Regions from separate parts of the Pan troglodytes genome. Here region 1 is linked to region 2. A link is a contact called in public capture Hi-C data. All regions are on one chromosome and are shown on one strand. The core of a region is the stretch at or near the end of the contact, and the rest is flanking DNA. Distances in the headings are between cores, read along the strand shown.

Region 1 (3,986 bases), core at 956-3,455, 220 kb before region 2:
TTTCGTTCACTCAACAAACCTATTGAGCCCCAGGAGCTGGCCATTCTAGGAACTGGAGACACAGCAGGAACAAAACAGAAGGAGGAGTTCACTTCCCAGCAGAGGGTTTGTTTAGGTTTGTTCTTGGTGCAAAGCTATCCAAAAGGAGAGTTACTCATGGGTGCTGGAATTGGGATGTGGAGTGAATTCAGAGAGTGAGTCACTCTTGCTGCCTAGGGGTGGGGAAAGGTGGAGTGGCAGTGGCGGGAAATGGAAAAAGGCCAGAACTTGGTGTTTGAGGACTGGGGCTGTGTGGCCTTGAGCAAATCATTTGTTTTTCCTGTTGCTGACCTGGAAAGCAGGGGAGAGTCCCTCATTCCCCACATTGCTGTGGAATTAAATGAATGTGTTGCTCAAATAACTAAGAGCTATGCAAATGATCCTTATGCCATTCCTTAAGTCTTCACTCCCTTCTCCTAGTATGGGCACAACAATAGCAGCCCTCTCCCGCCCACGGTAGGTGTATTAAATACAAAACTATGCGCAAAGGCTCAGCACAATGGTAGGTGGCACCGGGTAAGTGCTGGTCACCCTCGTTAGTCCAGTCTCTGTTCAACGCCAGTGAATTCGCCACCATCTCAGGACCCAGCTCCACCGGGAAGGAGAAATGGGTAACTGTCCCAGGCAGAGGGCTGTGAGTCAGGGTGCTGGGGCCAGGCATGGATCTGCTGGGCACTCACATTCAGGACCTTAGTCCCTTGGGGATGACGGTGGAGGAGGAAGCCCCCCGATGAGGAAGGCTTTTCTGCCTGCTTCCTTCTCCCTTGCACTCCAGAGCCCCTCATCCATCCATTCATTTCGTACATTTCTATTGTGGGACTATGCGGGCAAACGGGGCTTACAAGTCAGGATCGGGTGGAGAGCAAGACAGAGGAGGCCACTGCTCTCAAGGGCCTGCCGACCAGGCGCAGGATCAGGTCACTTGCCATCTCCCTGGAAGCTAAGGGCTATTTCTGGTCTCTCCTCTGCAGGCTGGGTGGGTAGTTGGGCTGTTCCAGCTTCCAGTTCCCACTTGGCCTTGGCTTGGGGTACCAGGAGAGGGCCCTGAAACTCATTTTTTAGAAGCAGAAGTGGGCGCGGGGGCAGTGGCTCATGCCTATAATCCCAGCGCTTTGGGAGCCGAGACCGAAGGATGGGCTGAGGCCAGAAGTTCCAGACCAGCCTGGACAACACCGCAATACCCGGCCTCTACAAAAAACGAAACAATTAGTCGGGTGTGGCGGCGCGCCCCTGTGGTCCCAGCTACCCAGGAGGCAGAGGCGGGAGGATCGCTTGAGCCTGGGACGTGGAGGTTGCAGTAAGCCGACATCGCGCCACTGCGCTCCAGCCTGGGCGACAGAGCGAGACCTCATTATCTACAAGAAAATGGAAAAATACTCCAATGCACCCCATATGTCCTTGGATTCCCGGGTTGCCGCCGATTGGCGCTTTCTCGCCAGAGCTCAAAGCCAGCTCGGCGCTCCGAGGAGGGCGCGGACGGGGCGGGGCGGGGCACCCCGGCTGCGCTTCCGCGCGTGGCCGCGAGGGGGCGCGGCAGGACGGGACTGCCAGGGCGGCAGCGGGTGAGTCAGGGCGGCGCGAGGATGAGTCAGCCCTCCGTGGGCTTACCGCGCCCCCTCCGCCCCTGGCTTCCCCGCCCGGCCGCGCCCTGGCCGCCGGCTCGCCCTGACCCTCGGGGATCCCTGGCTCTGCGCCGCCCTGCGCCCTCCCGGGACTCCCCTGCCGCCAGGAGACCGCGCCTCCCGGGAACACAGGGCAGGGCCTGCGGGCCTGGGCCGGGCCGTTCCCGCGGACCCTCCCGTCGCTCCTTTCCTGGGGCCGGGCGTGGCTTCCCTCCCAGAGCGGGTTTCGGGGCCGGCCCCGGCTCGGCCCGGATTCGAGGGACAGCTCTGCCAAGGCCCGGCCATGGGCGGCCGCCGCGGGGGAAACGTGCCCCCTGGCTAACGCATGGGGAGAAAGCCCGCTCCGTTCTTGGGTGTGCCCCGGTGTTTCGGCCTCTTCTCAGAGCAAATCAGGAAAAAATAGGAACTCCTGGGTGGGTCCCCGCTTGGCAGGTTGAAGAAGGTGTCCTGACAGGATCTGGCTCAGAAGCCGAGTGTGTTAAAGCTGCAGAAAACTTGCCAAACCTGGGCCACCGGCCTCACCTTGGAGATCCCGCCCACGGACGGACGCAGGGACTCTCCAAAAGTCCCAGAACTCACAAGTCAGCCCTGCTGGGCCTCCCACTCACAAGGTGCATGCAAAGTGCCTAAAATAGTGCCTGGCGTATAGTCAGCGCTCCACTAAGATTACATTTTACAGATACAGGTGACCCTGAGCAACAGGGCGTTCAACTGCGAGAGTACGTTTATTCGAGAATTTTCTGCTGACTCTGGGACAGCAAGACCAACCCTCCTCTCCCTCCTCCCCCTCTTCCTCAGCTTTTATGCCTGATCTACTTCCATTTATGAATAGTAAATACACTTTCTCTTTCTTATGATTTTCCTAATAATATTTTCTCTACCTTCCTTTATTGTAAGAGTACAATATATAATACATATAACATCAAATACGTGTTTACCCACTGTTTATGTTATCTGCAAGGCTTCTAGTCAACAGTAGGCTATTGGTAGTTAAATTTTAGGGGAGCCAAAAGCTATACTCAGGTGTGGAAGCCTGTAGTCCCAGCTACTCAGAAGGCTGAGGTTGGGGGATTGCTTGAGTACCCGAGTCCAAGACCAGACTGGGCAAAAGCGAGAACGCTGTCGTTGAAAAAAAAAATTATGTTTGACTGCTTGAGGATTGATGCCCCAATGCTTGCATGTGCTGTTCAAGGATCAACTGTATTTTATGTGTATAATTTGAGGTATATAATTATATTTATAGATGCATATTTATATAAACACATATGGATATTTATATATCTATGCCTACTAGCTGATCTTTATGTGTGCCAGGTACTGTTCCAAGTGCTCCTCAGGCATCAATGATCTCATTTGATTTCACAACCACACAAGGACATAAGGTGCTATTATTTATCTGCATATGGTAGCTGAAGAAACAGAAGCTCAGAGAAGCGAGATAACTTTCTCAAGAGCACACAGCTAGGAAATATAGTGCAGGAGTTCCCCCGACTCCCTAACTTTAGAGGCCGTGTTCAGATATTGGTGGAGTCTGGTAACATACTTACTATCAAGGGTTCAGCCCTTCACAGTGTCTGAAGAGCAAAGTGTTAAACCCAGCCGTGGGAGGAGGAGCCACTTTCCTTATGGAAATCTGCTGCCCTTGCTTGCTCTGCTCCTGCCACCAGAGAACCAAGCTCTCTGGTTGTTCCCAGGTGCCAAAGGGCCAGAAGAGACTCACTTGCCACTCTTTTCTCCTTGTTAGCTCTCCATATGGCCCCAGGACCTGGTCTCTGGCACCCGCCATTCCCCTTGCTGGTTTGTTTGTTTTTTTGTTTGAGATGGAGTCTCGCTCTGTTGCCCAGGCTGGAGGGCAGTGGTGAGATCTCGGCTCACTGCAACCTCCGCCTCCCAGGTTCAAGCAATTCTCCTGCCTCAGCCTCTCCAGTAGCTGGGATTACAGACGCGCACCACCATGCCCAGCTAATTTTTTGTATTTGTAGTAGAGATGGGGTTTCACCATGTTGGCCAGGCTGGTCTTGAACTCCTGACTTTGTGATCTGCCTGTCTTGGCCTCTCAAAGTGCTGGGATTACAGGCTTGAGCCACCGCACCCGCCCCCTTGCTGGTTTTGTAGACGACACTTGCTGATTTGGGGTGGGTTATCTTTAGCAAGGTTTCCCATTTACCCGTGAGCAGAGCAGGGCTGACTTGGGGTTCATTAGAATCTCTCGAGACACGTTCAACACACAGATTCCCCCGGCCTTTTGAAAGCGGTGGTTCTCAACCTTGATTGTACAATGATACAGTGGACTTAAAGGGAATGCTCGTGCTTGAGCCCTCCCGA
Region 2 (3,901 bases), core at 1,006-3,505:
CTTCTCCCTTCCTCTGTGTCTCTCCAGGGGAGTGCCTTGTCACAGGTCAATCCCACTTCAAGAGCTTTGACAACAGATACTTCACCTTCAGTGGGATCTGCCAGTACCTGCTGGCCCGGGATTGCCAGGACCACTCCTTCTCCATTGTCATTGAGACTGTCCAGGTGAGCTTTGCCAGCCCGGCTGCTGGTCGGGTGGTAGCCCAAGGTGCTGCATAGCTGCTAGGCTGAATGGGCAGCCCCTGGAAGGCGTGGGGCATTGCTTTCTGTGCATGAGGGAGGTCTCTTCCAGACTTCAGTTAGCTCCTCATTCATCCAGAAACCCAGCCCATCCCCTCTCTCCCTAGATGCTGGCGGAAGGCATCCTGCCCTGACAATAATGCCTCCTCAGGGCTGGCTCAGCTCCCCACCCAGTGGACGCATCCTGCTTGGGTCTAGCCTGTTGCCCCCATAACTAACCCTCTGATGTTTGGAGCTGGGGATGGCTGGGGTGGGGGCAAAGAGGGCTGGTCTTCTGTTCTGAACTCTGTGGTACATGTGTGGCTTCCTTTCTGTAGGGATGGAAGCAAAGATGAGGACGAAGAGAATGCACAGGGCTTTCCTTGAGGATCAAAGTCTTTGATTCTCTTTGGAACAGTAGGTCCAAGGAACACGATGAAGCAGAGGCCCATGGTTCTTTATAAGAGACTGGGCCAGGCTGGGAAAAGGCGTGTGCAAGGATGCACTTAGCAAGCCTTCTTGCTGCACAACTCTAGGGGGCCCCATTCACATGGAGTATTCTGGGAGAATGGAGTTGTAGGTTATGAGAAGGCCAGAGGCTCTCGGGTTGAGGCCTTTCTCTGATTAAGAGGGTCCTGGGCTGGGGAGCTGGATAGGCAGGGGGTGCAGCAAAGTCACCCTGTGTTCCCTCTTGGCAGTGTGCTGATGACCGCGACGCTGTGTGCACCCGCTCCGTCACCGTCCGGCTGCGTGGCCTGCACAACAGCCTAGTGAAACTGAAGCATGGGGCAGGAGTTGCCATGGATGGCCAGGACGTCCAGCTCCCCCTCCTGAAAGGTATGCTTCGTCCTGCTCCATCAGGCCTGGGGCTGGCACAGCCCATCCCTTAGCACCCTCCTTCTCAGCCCTGGCCACTGTCCTTAAGGACCTGCATGCGTCTTCCATGGGAATGTGATGGAGAGTTATCTTTGGAGGGCAGGGTGGGGTGCTTGGCATGCATCCCTCCCAGAAAGGAAGGCTTCCTGGAGGAGGAAGACTAGAGAAGGAAGCCTATAGATGAAGAGGTTGCTCTAGGCCTGGGACAGAGTGTAGATGGGAAAAGGGAACCGAGAGGATTTTTATTTGGCTTGAACCAAAGGGGCGAGTTGAGTCTTGGGCAGGTGGTTCTGGTTTGCTCTGAGGTGGGACAGGGGCAGAGGCTGATGCTGAGAGATCGGGGGTGGCTGGTGATGTCACACCAGAGGATGCCACTTGGGGCGAGGCCAGGTGACCCTCTGGCCTGTCTAGAGGTAGCAAAAAACCTACCTGTCCAGTATCTTCACCCGGGTTGCACTGTGCCTGTCAAAGCAAACCTGCTTTTGCATGGTAAAGCTCCCAAACTTCACACTCAAAGTGGCTCTCAGACTCTTCCTTCTTCTCCACAACTGCTGGCCACTTTGTCGCCCATTATCCTAGCATTGCACACAGCGGATGAACTTGGGCTAGTGGGTACCCAGCACGTCCATGGGTGTTATGCTGTGTGTCTTCTTATAAGATATGTTTGTTCCCCCAGGGCAAGGGGTATGCTCCTATCTGTGGCCACCTTCCCACAGAAGCAACAATTGCTGTATTCAGTGTTGTACACAGCATCGCTCAGACATGAGGTGGTGTGCAGTGGCAGAGTGTCCCAGGCACATTCAGGTGTCGTGGTGTCAATGCTAAAGAGATCTCCCTCTGCTCCAGGGCACCTGCCTACAGCCCAGGATGCAGGAGCCTCTGCCTCCCTCCTGTGGCAGTAGGGGGAATGGCAGGTCATAGCGGGGGTGCAGAGGCTTCTTCCTGGGGGACCCTATTTGCGCTCTGTCCACCTTGATCACCCTTCCTCCTGACACCCCCTTAAACCTCGTGGCCACCCTGTCTGCCCCTAAGTCATTGCTCTTCGTGCTACCGTCCTTTTGAGACACCCCATTTCCTCCCAAATACATCTGCCTGCCACCACACTGTCCTCTCCCCACCTCTGCCTGAGTCCTGTCCTGCTGGGTTCCAGGTGACCTCCGCATCCAGCATACAGTGACGGCCTCCGTGCGCCTCAGCTACGGGGAGGACCTGCAGATGGACTGGGATGGCCGCGGGAGGCTGCTGGTGAAGGTAGGTCCCCTCACGGGGTACTGGCTCCCTGCGGCCCAACCCTTACAAAGTACCCCTTGTGCTCTGGGTAGAATGGCTTTGTGTGGTGGGAGAAGAATTCCTTTCTCCTCATGGCCTACACCCCCAGAGCGAGAAACAGGCCTCTCTTGTTTATGAGGCTGGTGTTTGTTTTCTGGATGCCCCTTCTTGGCCCTGGGGATTCTTCCTGCTGGGCTCTGCTATCCCAAGGGCCTCTAGACTGGGGTGGGCTCTTGTGGGGCTGGGGAGGGAGCAGGTTTGCTGTCCAATCTCCCGGCTGAAACAAGGCCCGGGAGCAGGGGTGTCTCCCTGGGTGCCCACTGTGGGCAGTAAGGGAAGAGCCAGATTGGCACTCTCAGCTAAGAGAAAGCCTGCCAGGGAAAGGTTGCTCAGGAAACCACCAGATTCTTCCCCTGGACACTGGGACTCTGCATGTGTGGGCCACTTCCTCTTGTTCTTGGTGGTCCTGGAATCACACTGGATAGCAATCCATACTTTTCACTGGGCCTCCATCAACACTGTTTCTCTGGAAATGACCCTGGCAGGTGGACAGTGCAAATATTACTGCCATTTTATAAATGAGGCAACCAGGGCACAGGAAGTGGAGGGATGGTGCAGCACTCCAGAACTTCCAGGGCTAGGATAGACTCCTCTGATCAGAGGACTGATCCCACTCTGACCCCCACCAACCCTGTCATGGCAGAGCGAGGATTAGTTCTCTGCCTCATGCCTTTCCCATCAGAACAAAAAGTGGTTCTCGCTTTTTGGTCTTGAATGCCTTTACACTCTTAAAAATTATTGAGGACCTCAAGATCTTGTAGGAGGATTATATTTATTGGTATTTATCAGATTAGAAATTAAATTAGAGACATTTAAAATATGTATTTATTAACTCATTCAAAAATTATAATAATAAACCCACTACACATTAATATAAATATCACTGTTTTGGGGAAAAGTAACTGTTTGCCAGAACAAAAATAAGCAACAAGAATAATACCACTGCTGCACATTTCTGCAAATTTCTTTAATGGCTGGCTTAATAGGAGACAGCTGGGTTCTCATATCTACTGCTGCATTCAATCTTTTGCAATATTGCATGTCATGTGGCCTCTGGAAAATTCCACTCTATACTTGTAAGAGAATGAGGAGGGAAAAGGCAAATAATGTCTTCATAGTATTATGAAAGTAGTTTTGGTCTTGCAGACCCCTTGAAAGTCTCAGGGACCCCTATGGGTCTCAAGACCACACTTTGAGAACCACTGCGCTAGATTATGCCTGGGATCCCTGGAGAGCCTCCTCCTGCCTCCTGGGGTCCTGTGCTCCACAGGGTCCTTGCTATAATCCTGGGTGGCAGGGGCAGGGTGGCAGGTTTCACCCAGGAGATCCTGGCGTCCTCCATCCTCGTGTGGCTATGTTCTTTCTCCTGTCTTAGAGCTCCTGAGGGAATTTCAAACTAACTCCTTTTTTTTTTTTTCCTTTTATGAAAATAAACCTGCAACCACAGCCCATAAAGCAGGAAGGTCTGGGAGATCCTC

Evidence for each region. Capture Hi-C pulls out chosen DNA fragments and counts their contacts.
Region 1: a contact with region 2 is called in a capture Hi-C map of stem cell-derived neural stem cells, with 6 times the contacts expected there. The contact joins two enhancer-like sites. A contact is called at or near these places in 5 of 7 Hi-C or Micro-C datasets (blood, induced pluripotent stem cells, a lymphoblastoid cell line and 1 more), 1 of 1 datasets of contacts at active chromatin or transcription factors (stem cell-derived excitatory neurons) and 1 of 1 other capture datasets (stem cell-derived neural stem cells).

Annotation. Positions count from the first base shown.
Region 1 is chr10:13,456,775-13,460,760 of NHGRI_mPanTro3-v2.0_pri, reverse strand. The region is part of intron 2 of LOC107967418 (a long non-coding RNA gene); the gene reads left to right. Among named protein-coding and RNA genes, the nearest start is that of PLEKHG6, 33 kb to the left of the region's middle. Within about 2 kb of position 2,205, at least 14 of the 24 cell types and tissues checked have an H3K27ac peak or open chromatin away from gene starts, as enhancers often do. A contact at or near this core is called in stem cell-derived neural stem cells, where this site is marked.
Region 2 is chr10:13,236,120-13,240,020 of NHGRI_mPanTro3-v2.0_pri, reverse strand. It overlaps VWF (von Willebrand factor), which reads left to right. Exons shown (of 52, transcript XM_001160508.8): 11 at 28-164; 12 at 917-1,055; 13 at 2,245-2,345. Among named protein-coding and RNA genes, the nearest start is that of VWF, 62 kb to the left of the region's middle. Within about 2 kb of position 2,255, at least 8 of the 24 cell types and tissues checked have an H3K27ac peak or open chromatin away from gene starts, as enhancers often do. A contact at or near this core is called in stem cell-derived neural stem cells, where this site is marked.